Linked DNA regions of Sus scrofa: regions 1, 3 and 4 are each linked to region 2. Evidence: chromatin contacts called from public HiChIP or PLAC-seq data. All regions are on one chromosome and are shown on one strand. The core of a region is the stretch at or near the end of the contact, and the rest is flanking DNA. Distances in the headings are between cores, read along the strand shown. Region 1 overlaps FGGY (FGGY carbohydrate kinase domain-containing protein). Region 2 holds the start of JUN (Jun proto-oncogene, AP-1 transcription factor subunit). Region 3 overlaps FGGY (FGGY carbohydrate kinase domain-containing protein). Region 4 overlaps FGGY (FGGY carbohydrate kinase domain-containing protein).

Evidence for each region. HiChIP or PLAC-seq counts read pairs in DNA pulled down with a chosen protein or histone mark.
Region 1: an H3K27ac HiChIP or PLAC-seq map of skeletal muscle shows a contact between it and region 2. The contact joins the enhancer-like site here to the promoter of JUN in region 2. A contact is called at or near these places in 2 of 5 promoter capture datasets (fetal skeletal muscle and liver), 5 of 47 Hi-C or Micro-C datasets (fibroblasts, heart right ventricle, retroperitoneal adipose tissue and 2 more) and 2 of 2 datasets of contacts at active chromatin or transcription factors (alveolar macrophages and skeletal muscle).
Region 3: a contact with region 2 is called in an H3K27ac HiChIP or PLAC-seq map of alveolar macrophages. The contact joins the enhancer-like site here to the promoter of JUN in region 2. A contact is called at or near these places in 3 of 5 promoter capture datasets (fetal skeletal muscle and liver), 4 of 47 Hi-C or Micro-C datasets (fetal heart ventricle, psoas muscle, skeletal muscle and 1 more) and 2 of 2 datasets of contacts at active chromatin or transcription factors (alveolar macrophages and skeletal muscle).
Region 4: a contact with region 2 is called in an H3K27ac HiChIP or PLAC-seq map of skeletal muscle. The contact joins the enhancer-like site here to the promoter of JUN in region 2. A contact is called at or near these places in 1 of 5 promoter capture datasets (fetal skeletal muscle), 4 of 47 Hi-C or Micro-C datasets (embryonic fibroblasts, fetal heart ventricle and skeletal muscle) and 2 of 2 datasets of contacts at active chromatin or transcription factors (alveolar macrophages and skeletal muscle).

Annotation. Positions count from the first base shown.
Region 1 is chr6:153,144,360-153,147,936 of Sscrofa11.1, forward strand. The region is part of intron 4 of FGGY (FGGY carbohydrate kinase domain-containing protein); the gene reads right to left. Among named protein-coding and RNA genes, the nearest start is that of FGGY, 67 kb to the right of the region's middle. Within about 2 kb of position 1,267, at least 31 of the 83 cell types and tissues checked have an H3K27ac peak or open chromatin away from gene starts, as enhancers often do. A contact at or near this core is called in alveolar macrophages, retroperitoneal adipose tissue, skeletal muscle and 1 more, where this site is marked.
Region 2 is chr6:153,684,897-153,688,358 of Sscrofa11.1, forward strand. JUN (Jun proto-oncogene, AP-1 transcription factor subunit) reads left to right here and starts at 1,529. Exons shown (of 1, transcript NM_213880.1): 1 at 1,529-2,739. The coding sequence starts at 1,707. The coding sequence ends at 2,714.
Region 3 is chr6:153,092,961-153,096,258 of Sscrofa11.1, forward strand. All of the region lies in intron 5 of FGGY (FGGY carbohydrate kinase domain-containing protein), which reads right to left. Among named protein-coding and RNA genes, the nearest start is that of FGGY, 120 kb to the right of the region's middle. Within about 2 kb of position 1,526, at least 3 of the 83 cell types and tissues checked have an H3K27ac peak or open chromatin away from gene starts, as enhancers often do. A contact at or near this core is called in alveolar macrophages, where this site is marked.
Region 4 is chr6:153,124,510-153,127,778 of Sscrofa11.1, forward strand. The region is part of intron 5 of FGGY (FGGY carbohydrate kinase domain-containing protein); the gene reads right to left. Among named protein-coding and RNA genes, the nearest start is that of FGGY, 87 kb to the right of the region's middle. Within about 2 kb of position 1,717, at least 40 of the 83 cell types and tissues checked have an H3K27ac peak or open chromatin away from gene starts, as enhancers often do. A contact at or near this core is called in fetal skeletal muscle and skeletal muscle, where this site is marked.

The DNA of each region.
Region 1 (3,577 bases), core at 17-2,516, 540 kb before region 2:
GTTTCCCTAAAAGGATGCACAGGGTCTCTGGGGAGAAGACAGCAGCAGTGTGTACCCTCTGCCTTCCCCACAAAAGCAAAGTCTGAAGCTTGGCCAGCAGAGGGAAGTGGGGGAAGAGTCTGCCTGGACGAGTGGGACTTTTTCCAGGAGCCTGACCCCTTACTTGGAGATGCTGACACTACCTACGAGGTTCCCATGCTGTTCTGAAGTTGAGCTCCATGATTCACAAGTGCTTAGTCATCACATGCTAGATTGGCAAAGGGCCTATGAGCCCCCGTGGATGGATTTTTAATCCAGGGCCATGGGAAAATCTCTCCATCTCTCCCTCGCCCCAGAGAGGACAACCACAGCCAAGGGTCTCGATGTTACTGAATTAATCTACCCTTGGAACCACTGGGCTTGCATCAGACACGGTGATTCTCTTCGTAGGTCCTTCCACAGCTTACAAGAGTGCCCCCGCACACCTCCTCTCCTTGGATTCTCAGGGCGGCGGTGGGGGACAGGTGCCTACAAAGGATGTAGAAACTTAGGTTTGAACGACAAGGTCATAGCCCAGGGCTTCCTGCTCTAAGGTGACAGTTCCTTTGCCCAGGCCACAGTCACCACCCGAAGGCTCCCAGATCTAGCAGAGCTGTGGGTTTTGGCCTTTTGGAAGCATCGTGATGGAAGCTTTTACCATTCTTTACAGAGAGAAAAACAAAAAACCAAAACAAAACAAAGAAAAGCCCTCCCCAACATATTTTTAATTTTTTTTTTCCTAATATTAGAGCTCTCACTTTCAATCCGGGGCAACTCACTTAAATTCTAAGACCTTGATAACAACCTCCGGGCACAAATGGTGCACAGGTTACAGGAAACACAGAGCATGTCCCCAGCGCATGCCAATGTCAGGCACACCTCACTGTGTAAGCACTGAATCGGATTCAAATGAGGAGCAGAGCTCTCTGTGCTGAAGGAGCAAAGTCTATGTCCCAGTTACCAAGCAACTAACAAAAACTAGTCTTTTCAAGAAAGAAGAAAGAAAAAAAAAAAGAGAGAGGGAGAGAAATCAGCAGTGATTGGGGTGTGTGACTTGGCAATAGAGGCTCCCGCATTCCAATAACAATCCTTTGAGCTAAGCGATCCCTCAGGCTTGAAAGCAACCAAAGAGAACAACTCTTTTTTTATAAAATCATCTATTACTTCATAAAACCACAGCCTTTCTTGGGAGGTGGCTACCACTCAAAACACACACAGCTGCAGGGCTCAGCAGAGGGCGGAGATGGAGTAATAGATCCAAGATTCAGGGCCAGGCAGCAGCCAGCCCACCAGGCTGGGGCACAGAGCTGGAACCCTCTTCCATGCCTTCTCACTGTCCTGTCCAGGGAGGGGGTGAGGTCTCCGCTGGCTTCCAGATCCCAAGGGAACCTGGAGGGGGGTGTTGGGGTGAGGAGTGGAAGATGAAGCAGACACTGCAAAGTATGTTGGGAGACGCCAGGCTCTAGGAACAGCATGAGAAAGAAGGGGCTGGCCAATTAAAAAAGGCTCATCTAAGTGTTTTGCTATGACTTGCAAAGGGAAGCTATTGGGCTCCCTGCTGTGTGCAGTGAATGAAACTCTCCTCCCACTAAGTGATCCTGCCAGAACATCCCAAATACTCACGATGTTGTTTTCCAGCACAACTACCCAACAAAAAGCAAAACTTGATCCTCACGCCACCCAGGACTGTGAATCAGGGCACAGGCTGATAACCCGGAGAGGAAAGATGTTTCAGGAAGAAACTCAATCCTTAAGCTCACTCTTTGGGGAAAAGAAAAAAAAAAATGCTGAAAAACATGTTCATAATCCCCAACCCGAAAATTCCCAGAATGAATGAAACAATTGTGTTTCAAACTCTCATACACAGAGAAAGAGACCAAACGCTGGAGATACTTCAGTCAGACAGATATGCTGAGAGCTTTGTGCTACCAGAGGCATCGCACAAAGGTGACATCTCTTTGCTTAAAGTGGTCCTGCAGTTCTTCGTGGCCCAGAATCACATTTTATCTGCTTGACATGGCTCACAGGACACTTGACAACCTAGCTCCAACTTGGCCACGACTTTTATGAATTCTTCTGGGCTCACTGCCCCCTCTCTTAGCCACTCCCCACCCTGATCTCACCTCATTTCATTCCCTTCCCCAAACACACTGTACTTCTTCATATTTTCCTGCCCCTGTTGAGGTCTCTACTGAGACTGTTTTCCCATCTTCTCTCATGATCAAACATCTACCTTTGATTCAAATGCAGCTCAAATGTCACCCTTACCCCCCATCTCTTGCTGTGTCCTAGCTATATATTCACACACTTAAATCCATCTCAAAAAGACAAATTCCTGTAGGGCAAAAGCCAGCTAACGCGTGGGGAAAAAAAAAAAGTTTCAGGAGGTACAAAGAAATTTAAAGTCAGACACTTCTATGATGAAATTACAACAACGCTGGAGAAAGACGTGTGCAAAGGAAACGGTAATTAATAAGATGATGTATGACAATAATGTAATGAGCCTGATAGCAAGGTTTGGTGAGTCAGCCTCATAACTTTATCATAATATTTTGTGTGTGTGGCCATATATCTGCCTCTAATGAGTAATCACAGAGTTCAGAAGAGGAAGGGGCTTTGAGGCCAGGGTGACTAAAAAAGACTTCATGGGGGGAGAGATTTGAGCTGAAGTCTAAAGGTCCAGCAGAATAAATGCTTATGCTACTGCTGAGAACAACTTCCAAGAAACACAACTCTGAAATGCTAAGGTAGATCACCCCCCTGAGAGGAGGACTGAACTTCACAGAATTTATTTGCAAAAAGAAATAATTCCATTTTGTGTGTGTGTGTGTGTGTGTGTGTGTGTGTGTGTTTCCCCATTTCTGGCTGCCCCGTGGCATATGGAGCTCCCGGGCCGTGGATCAGATCCAAGCCACAGTCACAACCTAAGCAGCAGATGTGGCAATGCTGGATCCTTAACCCACTGTGCTGGACTGGGGATCAAACCCGAATCTCAGCGTTCCGAAGACGCCGCTGATCTCCGTGCAACACAGTGGGAGCTCCCCACTGTACATTAAATTATTTAATTTTCAAGAACTGGATACATATGTGCATCTTCCTCCCTCCAGCTCCCCTAAAGCCCTACCGTTGTACAGAAAGGTCAATTTATAATCCACACTGCAGCTGATTTCCCAACCGTAAAAATGTTATCATTTGTATGAAAACTGATCCTATTCTCCAAAGCAGGCTTTGTCCAGGAATGTGATACCATGACATGCATTAGGAAAACAAGGCTTTGGTATGTGGGCTCTAAGAACTCTGGAGTCAGGCAGACCTGAGTCTGATTATTGTCCTCATCAATTCCCAGCTGTGTAGCTTTAGGCAAGTTAATTTCTCTAAGCCCCTGTTTCCTCAAATGCCACGTTACTAGCATCAACCTCAAAGGATGTTGTGAGGGTTAAATGAAATAAGGTGGAGTGTCTGATAAGTCAACGCGGCTCACTCTAATTATTGCTGCAGAGCTTCATGTGTTTCAAAGTGCTCTGACATGCATGATCTCATCTGATCTGTATAATTCTTC
Region 2 (3,462 bases), core at 279-2,778:
AGTTTCAAGCAATGCAAATCACTCGGCTTCCAGACAGCGCCGCGAACAGTCGCTCTTGAACTTGACCGGGAGACAAATTTCGGAGAGTTCTCAACGTGGGGGGCCGACTCTCCTAAACTTCAGCCCACTTTCACTCGCCCCCACAAGGGCCTTAACAGAGCCACCTTAAGGGCGGTGCTCCCGCCCCCCGGAAATGCGGGGGGGGGCAGGGACCTGGGCGCTTAGCCCGCCCCCTCCCCCCCGCGCGGCGGCGAAGTGCCCGCAGATGACATCGACCCCCTCAGTGACACCCGCCCAGCCCACTCAGGCCGAGCCATCGGGCCCGGTTCCCCAGCCTTCCGGGTCCCCGCATCCCCTGCCTTCCCTGAACTTGAGCCCGCCTCCTTCAGAGGCTGCGAGCCGCCGCCGGAGTCCGCCCAGCTTGCGGCAGCCACCGTCACTAGACAGTCAAACCCCAAGACGTCAGCCCACAATGCACCGGGCGGGCCAGGAAAGACGCGCCGAGGAGGGGAGGGGGAAGAGAGAGGCGCTAGTCGCGAGGAGAGGAGGGAGGGGAGGCAAAAGAAGGGCCCAACTGTAGGAGGGCAGCGGAGCATTACCTCATCCCGTGAGCCTCCGCGGGTCCAGAGAAGAATCTTCTAGGGTGGGGTCTCCATGGCGACGGGTGGGCCCGCCCTCCTGAGAGCGACAAGAGCCAATGGGAAGGCCTTGGGGTGACATCATGGGCTATTTTTAGGGGTTTACTGGTAGCAGATAAGTGTTGAGCTCCGGCTGGATAAGGGCTCAGAGTTGCACTGAGTGTGGCTGAAGCAGCGAGGCGGGAGTGGAGGTTCGCCGATTCAGGCAGGCAGACAGGCACCGTCAGTCGGGGCGGACTGCAAATCTTATTTTCTTTTCCATTTTCTCTCCCACGACCCGGAGCTAACGCCTGTGGCTCCCGGGCTGGTGTTTTGGGGAGTGCCGGGAGATCCCCTTCTCCAGCCGCCCCCAGGCGGAGAGCCCCGCTGCGCGGGCGCTGCTGACAGCTCGGAGAGCGGCCACTGTCCGCACGGGGAAGTCCGGAGACCAGCTGCAGCGGCGAGAAGTTTCCCGGCAAGGAGGACAGGGGACAAGTGGCCGCCGGGTCCCGGAGCGAACTTTCGCAAAGCTTCTCTCCGCCCGAAGCTGCCGCAGAGGCGGTAAAGAAAAGGAGGCGGTGGAGTGAGGAGGACGTGCGCTCCGCTCCGCTCGCACCGGTTGCTGAACTTGGGCGAGCGCGACCCGCGGCTGCCGGGCGCCCCCTCCCCCTCGCAGCGGAGGAGGGGACAGTCGTCGGAGTCCGGGCGGCGGAGACCCGCCGCGGGCAGGCCACCGCGGGCTTTGCGCTGCCTGCCTCCGCCTGGAAGCGAGTTCGTCCGCGGGCTCCGAGGAACCGCTGCTCCCGAGAGCTCACCGTGAGTGACCGCGACTTTTTCAAAGCCGGGAAGCGCGCGCGAGCGGACGAGTAAGAGTGCGGGCGGCGTCTCAACCTTGCGATCCCCCGGAGCGAGCTGGTGAGGAGGGCGCAGGGGGGAGGCCAGCCGGCGGGGGCGCGCGCTCTTAGAGAAACTTTCCTCGCTCACGGCCCCGGGAAGCGCGGGTGTCCCCCGTTTGCCAGCGCGCTGTTGCGGCCCCGAAACTTCTGCGCGCAACCCAAACTCACCCCACGTGAAGTGACGGACTGTTCTATGACTGCAAAGATGGAAACGACCTTCTACGACGATGCCCTCAACGCCTCGTTCCTCCAGTCCGAGAGCGGTGCCTACGGCTACAGTAACCCCAAGATCCTGAAGCAGAGCATGACCCTGAACCTGGCTGACCCGGTGGGCAACCTGAAGCCGCACCTACGGGCCAAGAACTCCGACCTCCTCACCTCGCCCGACGTGGGGCTGCTCAAGCTGGCGTCGCCCGAACTCGAGCGCCTGATAATCCAGTCCAGTAACGGGCACATCACCACCACGCCGACCCCTACCCAGTTCCTATGCCCCAAGAACGTGACTGACGAGCAGGAGGGCTTCGCCGAGGGGTTCGTGCGCGCGCTGGCCGAACTGCACAGCCAGAACACTCTGCCCAGCGTCACGTCGGCGGCGCAGCCGGTCAGCGGGGCGGGCCTGGTGGCTCCGGCGGTAGCTTCAGTGGCGGGCGGCAGCGGCAGCGGCGGCTTCAGCGCCAGCCTACACAGCGAGCCGCCAGTCTACGCTAATCTCAGCAACTTCAACCCCGGCGCGCTGAGCAGCGGCGGCGGGGCGCCCTCCTACGGCGCGGCGGGCCTGGCCTTTCCCGCTCAGCCCCAGCAGCAGCAACAGCAACCACCGCAGCCGCCGCACCACCTGCCCCAGCAGATCCCCGTGCAGCACCCGCGGCTGCAGGCCCTGAAGGAGGAGCCGCAGACGGTGCCCGAGATGCCCGGGGAAACCCCGCCCCTGTCTCCCATCGACATGGAGTCGCAGGAGCGGATCAAGGCGGAGAGGAAGCGCATGAGGAACCGCATCGCTGCCTCCAAGTGCCGGAAAAGGAAGCTGGAGAGGATCGCCCGGCTGGAGGAAAAAGTGAAAACCTTGAAAGCGCAGAACTCGGAGCTGGCGTCCACCGCCAACATGCTCAGGGAACAGGTGGCCCAGCTTAAACAAAAAGTCATGAACCACGTTAACAGTGGGTGCCAACTCATGCTAACGCAGCAGTTGCAAACGTTTTGAGGCGAGACTGTTGGGGGCTGAGGGGCAATGGAGAAAAAAAAAAAAATAGCAGAGAGACAGACTTGAGAACTTGACAAGTTGCGAGAGAGAGGGAGAAAAAAAAAAGAAGTGTCGGAGGACTAAAGCCAAGGGTATCCAAGTTGGACTGGGTTGCGTCCTGACGGCGCCCCCAGTGTGCACGAGTGGGAAGGACTTGGCTCGCCCTCCCTCGGCGCGGAGCCAGGGAGCGGCAGCCCGCGGGCTGCCCCGCTTTGCGAACGGGCTGTCCCCGCGCAAACAGAACGTTAAGACTTTTCTTTAACACTGACCAAGAACTGCATGGACCTAACATTCGATCTCATTCAGTATTAAGGGGGGGGAGGGGGGAGGGTTGCAAACTGCAATAGAGACTGTAGATTGCTTCTGTAGTACTCCTTAACACAAAGGGGGGGGTGGGGGAGGGGAGGCGGGAGGGAGGTTTGTGAGAGCGAGGCCCAGCCTGCAGATGAACTCTTTCTGGCCTGCCTTCCATTACTGTGTATGTACATATATATATTTTTTAATTTGATGAAAGCTGATTACTGTCAATAAACAGCTTCATGCCTTTGTAAGTTATTTCATGTTTGTTTGTTTGGGTGTCCTGCCCAGTTGTTGTTTGTAAATAAGAAATTTTGAGCACTCTGAGTTTACCATTTGTAATAAAGTATATAATTTTTTTATGTTTTGTTTCTGAAAATTCCAGAAAGGATATTTAAGAAAATACAATAAA
Region 3 (3,298 bases), core at 276-2,775, 590 kb before region 2:
AGACAAATCCGTAGGGACAGAAAGTAGATTTGTGTTGCCACGGGCTGGGGGAAGGGGGAATGGGGAGTGACTACTAATGAATATTGGAATCTTTTGGTAGTGATGAAAATATTCTAGAATTAAATAGTGGTGACAGTTGCATAATCTCATGAATATATAAGAAATCACCAAAATATGCACTTAGTATGGTAAATACTATGGACTATGAATTGTATCTCAATTACAAAAAAACCCGTTTTGAATAGTCCTAGCTGGCTATCATATTAGATTGTGTGGATCTAAGTGAACAGAACAATCTTGTTCTCCTATCCCTACCTGTCTTTTAGCTACAAGTGGCCAGGCAACCTTATTCCACCCAAAGAGACATAGGCAGAAATCCAGTAGGAGAGTTTTTGGAAAAGCTTTTACTTTTCTCATTTTTAAAAAAGATGAACAAAAAGAAAAAGGAGATACTGCTTTCTCCATTTTTTCCCCACTCTTCTAGTATTAAAGGTGGATGCAATGTCTGGAGCTACAGCAATGATCTCATAACCATGAGGTTACTAGCCTGAAGGAAAAGTCTACACAACTAAAGATATGCTCATTTTGACATGGTCTAATCACCTTTGGACTTTTATTTAAGAGCAAGAGAGTAGGAAATCAAGTCTACTTGTTGAAGCCACTGTAAAACGGCCATATTTTCAGAGTTAATAAAATATATAAGGCAAAAAAAAAAATTCTGTCGCTTGTTAAGTACTACATAAGTGTTAGGCATGATTACTGTCATTATAACTCGCATCGCATCGCAACCCTTTTTTTTTTCACCATCAAATCCACTGAAACCCCTTTTTAGACATACCTTTCCTATCCCTGCCCTCATGAAATTTTAATACCTATACATATCTGTTTACATTGTTAGGTAGGGATGGGCTTTAGAAGGCTACACATCACTGCAGTATCTCAGATACTTTCATCCTCCAAAAACCAATGTTTGCACTTTTGCAAATATATTCCTGATATATGCTTCTTCCCCAGGGCAACCCGTTGATTTAAATAAGAGCTTCTTGCTATTATCATGAAGCTGAATGCATTCCTAACTGATTCATCTTCCTCCACTGCAACCAATGGATTTATAAGAGCTGACATGATTGTAGAGACCCTGCCTCACTCACCGCACCAGATTCCCCTGGGAATGGACCACTGACTAAAGCTGAGATCATTATAACATACCACTCCCTGGGACTAGTTGAAAGGATGTAGACCTGACCCATATGAAAATAATCAAAATTCTTCCCCAGGACTTTGGAAATGGAGAATAGACAAAGCATAGATCAGCTGTTCTCTGCTGCAGGAGCTCTGGTTCCTGAGCCTGAGGACTCCCTGTAGCCTGTAAGGGAACCTGGACAACAGGAAGGAAAGCAGCATTTAGGAACAAGAGACAAGGCCCATGATTCGGAGATGAATAGAACAGCGTGGGCCTAAGGAGGTCCCAGTCTAGCAGAGGGAATCATTGCAACAGGATGTGCTAAGTGCTGGGAGTAGCCCTGGGCTACAGTTACTCAGAGGAGAAGCCCTGGAGGGGCTGGCAGAGGCTTCCTGGGGATGAGACACTAGAATTGCGCCTATGGCCACATCACAAGAAATGACACATGGCGGTGTGCCCACAGTCAAGCCAGCTCTGCTGTGGATGCTAATCCACACACCTCAGTAAAGCAGAGAGCACAGTGTCAGCGAACAATTATCACTTGGAGCGTAGTACCAACATATTTATCAATAACCCTTGTTTTCGTTTTCCTGAGGTAAGGAATCTGAAATATAGAAAAATGTATTGAACAAAAAAGCAACTCTAAGCTCACGACAGAGTTATATCTGTTTTTATAGAAAAACAACTCCACTGAGGTCTGCTGCTCACATTTTCCTACAGCCTCTTCCAGCCTTTTCCAAGTCCCCTCAAGAGCAGCGAAATATTTTCTGTTTTGAGCCTCCCCAAAAGCTTTTGGTTTAGGCATTAGACTTGATCCCACCATACGATGAGGAAACACGAGCTTGGTGAACTTAGAAGAGCCGAGAATCACTCTTGAGCAAGTGGAGCAGATGTGATTCTGTACCAGACTCTCTGACTCCAAAGCACAGCCACCCCTCAACCCCCACCACCTGATTCCTCCACAAATATCTGACCACAAGAGGGAAACAATCAGAACGAATGTCCCATTGCTCCAGATATCCTCCACCTGCCTCTTCAGATGCACCCCCTAACCTTCTCCACCCTGCTTTCTCACCCAGGATGGTGGTGGTATGAATCACAGCCAAAGCCCCGTCCCACCCCACCCCTGCTGCCCCCCGCCCTCTGGCCTGGAACTGGTTTGGCCAAGGAGGGGACACTGAGGGACATCAGAAGACCAGAGGGAAGTGTGGCCTGGCGGTGACTCTCTACCAATGGTCAAACTCCTGAGGCTCTCTGCAGATCATCTCTCCAGGACCTGGTAACACGCCCACCCACACCCTTGTCCTTGGCACCGGCGCCCATTCTGGGCGCCCAGGGGTCTTGTGTACATTCCCCTGTGGTTTCCCCACACTTGCCCATTCTTCTTAAATTACCCCACTGGTGTGTGCCACCTGCTTTTTGCAGGGACTCTGGTTAATACACTGACAAAACAGGATGGACACAGGCATTCCAGTGGGTACTGGATGAATACCAGTGGAGCCCTCTCCCACCTTCTCACTCTTCTCCTTATGCCAGTTTCCAGAGAGGGAAGACAAAGAACAGCTACGATTATGTGAAGATGGAAGTTAAGGTAGACAGGTCAGAATCCTACCTGCTCTATACCCCTTGAGTACACATAAGGTTTACAAGTAACCAGAATCTGAAGGAAGCCATGTTTGTGGTAGAGATTTGGGACTTAAAAAAAAAAGCTTTTTGCCAAGACTGAGTAATATTCCAGGTCACTATTAATCAACTTTTCCTTTTCACCTCCACCTTCCTTCCTCTTCCTGGTCCTTCAAAAGCTGAATTCCTGCACCAACAGAAGAGATCAAATTAATTTTAGCACATGCAAGGTTAAAAGCTGTCAATTCCAAGATCCATTTTTCCTTAACTAATAAAAATGGGTGTCAAAATAGTCATGTTAGAACAAAAATTCAAACACAGTTTGAGAGAATTACCTTCACGATTTCCCATTTTCCAATGGATTTATGTAAGAAATACATACTAAAAGGTCAAAAGAACTTCTAGCGAGAGAAAAACATCAGGAAAGTGACCTCGGAGAGCACTTAAACTGACCTTGGACTCATGACTTTATCGCAAACCCTGAAAGTAAAA
Region 4 (3,269 bases), core at 467-2,966, 560 kb before region 2:
AACAGCTACCTGCACTCATGGGGCCCATGCAATCCGAGGTCCCCAAAGCTTCAATTTCAATGCATTTCCTTCAGGGGAAGCCCATCTCCACCACTGCCCAAAAGTCTCTTAAATTTTCCCAAACCATTTCGACAAAGCCCAGATCTCAGGGCCAGAGGGAGGGGGGCTTTTCACTGCAAACCAAACAAGTGGTGGAGACAAATGCAGTGTGAGAGGAACCAGGATTTCCATCCTTCCTCCCTTGCTGGAAGATTGAGCCACACCAAATGACATCGCTTAGGAGCCATGCAGACCTAGTTTCAGATCCAGCCTCTGCTCCTTCATGGCTGTGTGATGATGAACGTGTCCCCTGTCTTGGTTTCCTCATCTGTTAAAATGATACAAGGATCAAATCGGATAACGGGCATGCTGCCCAGGAATGCCAGCTCCCTTTCCTCTGGGTACACCTTTCTGTGCTTTCTCCCCCTTTTTGCCCAACTCTTGGGATGGGTAGGTCGGTCCTTTGTCTATGCTTTCAGCGTATTCTGTAGAGATCTCCGCTGGAGCACATCATTCTCTTATTCATTCAGCAAGTACCCCCTGGAAGCAAAGATGAACGTGGACATGCAACTGTCCTCAAGAGGCCTGCATCTGGTGAATAAGCAGGGAACCCTTCTCTACCATGACAGAGATGCTCCTTGATGGGCTGGAGCCATGCCTCCTCCTCGGACACGGGGCAGGTCAGACCCAAATGAAAATAATCGAGTCGGCCTCCCACCTCCCCATCTCCCGGCCAGCACTTCACCTCACCCCTCTCTCGGCTCTGCTCTCATCAGGCCCAGCCATGCTGGTCCACACATCCTCTGCATGCCTGGATCAATGAAGTTTGGTTTTACAGGGCACTGGGCCCATTGTTGGCTCTCACCTCAAGAACAAAGAAGAATACTGGCCCTTCCAAGGCAAAACAAAGGCCGACTTCTCCTCCATGGTTCCCTTTTCCTTTATGGGCAACAGTATGCAGACCCCTGGCCCTCCACTGAACTACATTTAAAACAGCTTTTGTGAAGGGTGGACACAGCGGCCATTTTTGTGTATGTGCCTGCCCGCAGCAATGAACTGATTGTAACATGAACAACGTGCACTTCTTCCCACTTCTGACAGAATAGATGACATTGTGCTGAGGGCCAGGGAGGGGGTGGGGGCCTAACGAAAAAAAAAAAAAAAAGCCCTAAGGTTTATTACAAGGAATTCTGATAAAAAGCACTTCGAAGCCTCTTTCCCATCATCAAAAAACCACACTGGGCAAGATCAGAGCTTAACAGCCGACAAAAAAACACATTCAATCCCTGAGATCATTTTCCTGAAATAGAAAACTACATATGTTTCTCAAATTTCATATCAAGCCACTGCAGAGGCCAGACTGCAGGGCTGAACTGGGCCAAAGTCGGGGGGGGGGAGGGGGGGGATGGGATGGGAAAGGGAGTAAACAGAAGAAAACGAGCCCATTCTTCCACATCACCACGTTTCTCTAGCACAATCTAAACTTACAAACACCCCCAGTTTCACAGAACTTGTAGTTAGGGTTGCTTATCGGGCAGTCTTTACTTTGTCAAATTAAGACACATTGCCTTGGATTAGCAAGACTCCTTAAATTCAAAATGACTTCATGGTTGGCTCGGAGTTCAGTGTCTCTAGGGCCAGCCGCCAGGAACATATCCACTGCGGAGCCCCGCTCCTCTCCATATGACCTGCCTGACTTTTCCATGGAGACAGCAGAGCAAAATCCCAGGCAGACAGGCTGTCAGTGTTAATTAAAAGTCCAAACACCTCTTTAGAAACTATCTGCAGCTCAATATTTATACAGAGTATAAGACTCCTAACAGGCAGGGCCGGAGAGGGGAGCAGGAGGTTGAGGGCGGAAATAGGTTTGACTGGCATTTGGAACCCATTAATTTTTAAAAGACAGGCTGCCACTCTAGGTAGGACTGAGAGAGGTTCAAAAACGTAACGAAACCAGAAAGATGAATGAGCTGAAGATTGTTTAGAAAGCCCGGGGAGAGTGCTCAGCTTTTGAAAAGAATAATATCTGGGCAATAATGAGAGCTGACACTTTTTAGTGGTGAATGCAGTTTTTGGCACATTTTAACAATGCAGGTTGACAATGTTTCATATTTAACAAAAGGAAAAGCAATCTTCTAAATGACTTGGGAACAAAGGGCTCCCTGACTGCAATTTCTTAATAACATTTAAGAATTCTCTTCAAAGGCCCTTGACTATAATTTAGAGCAAGGAAGAAAAATGAAGAAAACAAGAAAAAAAGAAGGTGTATTTAAAAAATAATAAACTAACTAGAAGAGGTGAAAAAAGAAGACAAGGATACAGCATTCTGACACTAAATTATATCCCAAAGGGTTGAATTTAATGTCAGGCTTTTATAATACTTCTTCCAATAACCTGAGCTTTAAGAAAGAAGTCAAAGGGAGACTTTGGTCGACACCATTACTTTTGGACTCAGAGGTTCAGTCCAGGGAGGGGCTAAATGGATCACCTAATCCAGCCACCACACTCTGCAGACAAACTGAGCACCAAGGGCCCAGGGTTACCTGGCTGGACCAGATATTTCTTCCAAGTTTCAAACCATGCCACCAGGTGTATTTTATGCTATGTGTCCTAAGGCCTCACCATCAAGGCCACAGAGTTCTTACAGTATCCAAGACTGAATATTGACACCGTTAATCAGACTGAAACTCAGAGGCTACCTAGAATCACACAAGTACAGCATATCCAAAAGTTCACAAGAGTTCACCTACAGTGGCAGCCATCCAGGATAGCAAACTGATTTAAGAGGCCACCAAGACCAAAATGTCCTGTCCCTCCCAAGGAAGGCCTTCCGGGGTCAGAGAAAAGAACTCTAAACAATATATGACTTGGATATGGTCCCCTTAAAACCTAACCCCTACTTCACTTAGCAGTTTCACCCTCACAGCAAGAACCTTCCGGGATTCTGTAATAGCACCTGGAAAACGTGATCTCTATTCTTGAGCATTTTTACAGTTTCAAAACATTTTCAGCAGGAGTTCCCTGATAGTTCTGAGGTTTAAGGATCTGGTGTTGTCACTGCTTTGGCTCTGTTTACTGCTGTGACACAGGTTCAATCCCTGGCCTGGGAACATGCCATGGGTGCAGTCAAAAATGTTATTTCAGCAAAGAATATACTGTCATACTATTTGTAAATGAGGACTCCCAGCCTGAGATTGCTCCACTTTTACCATATTAAAGAGCAAACAAGA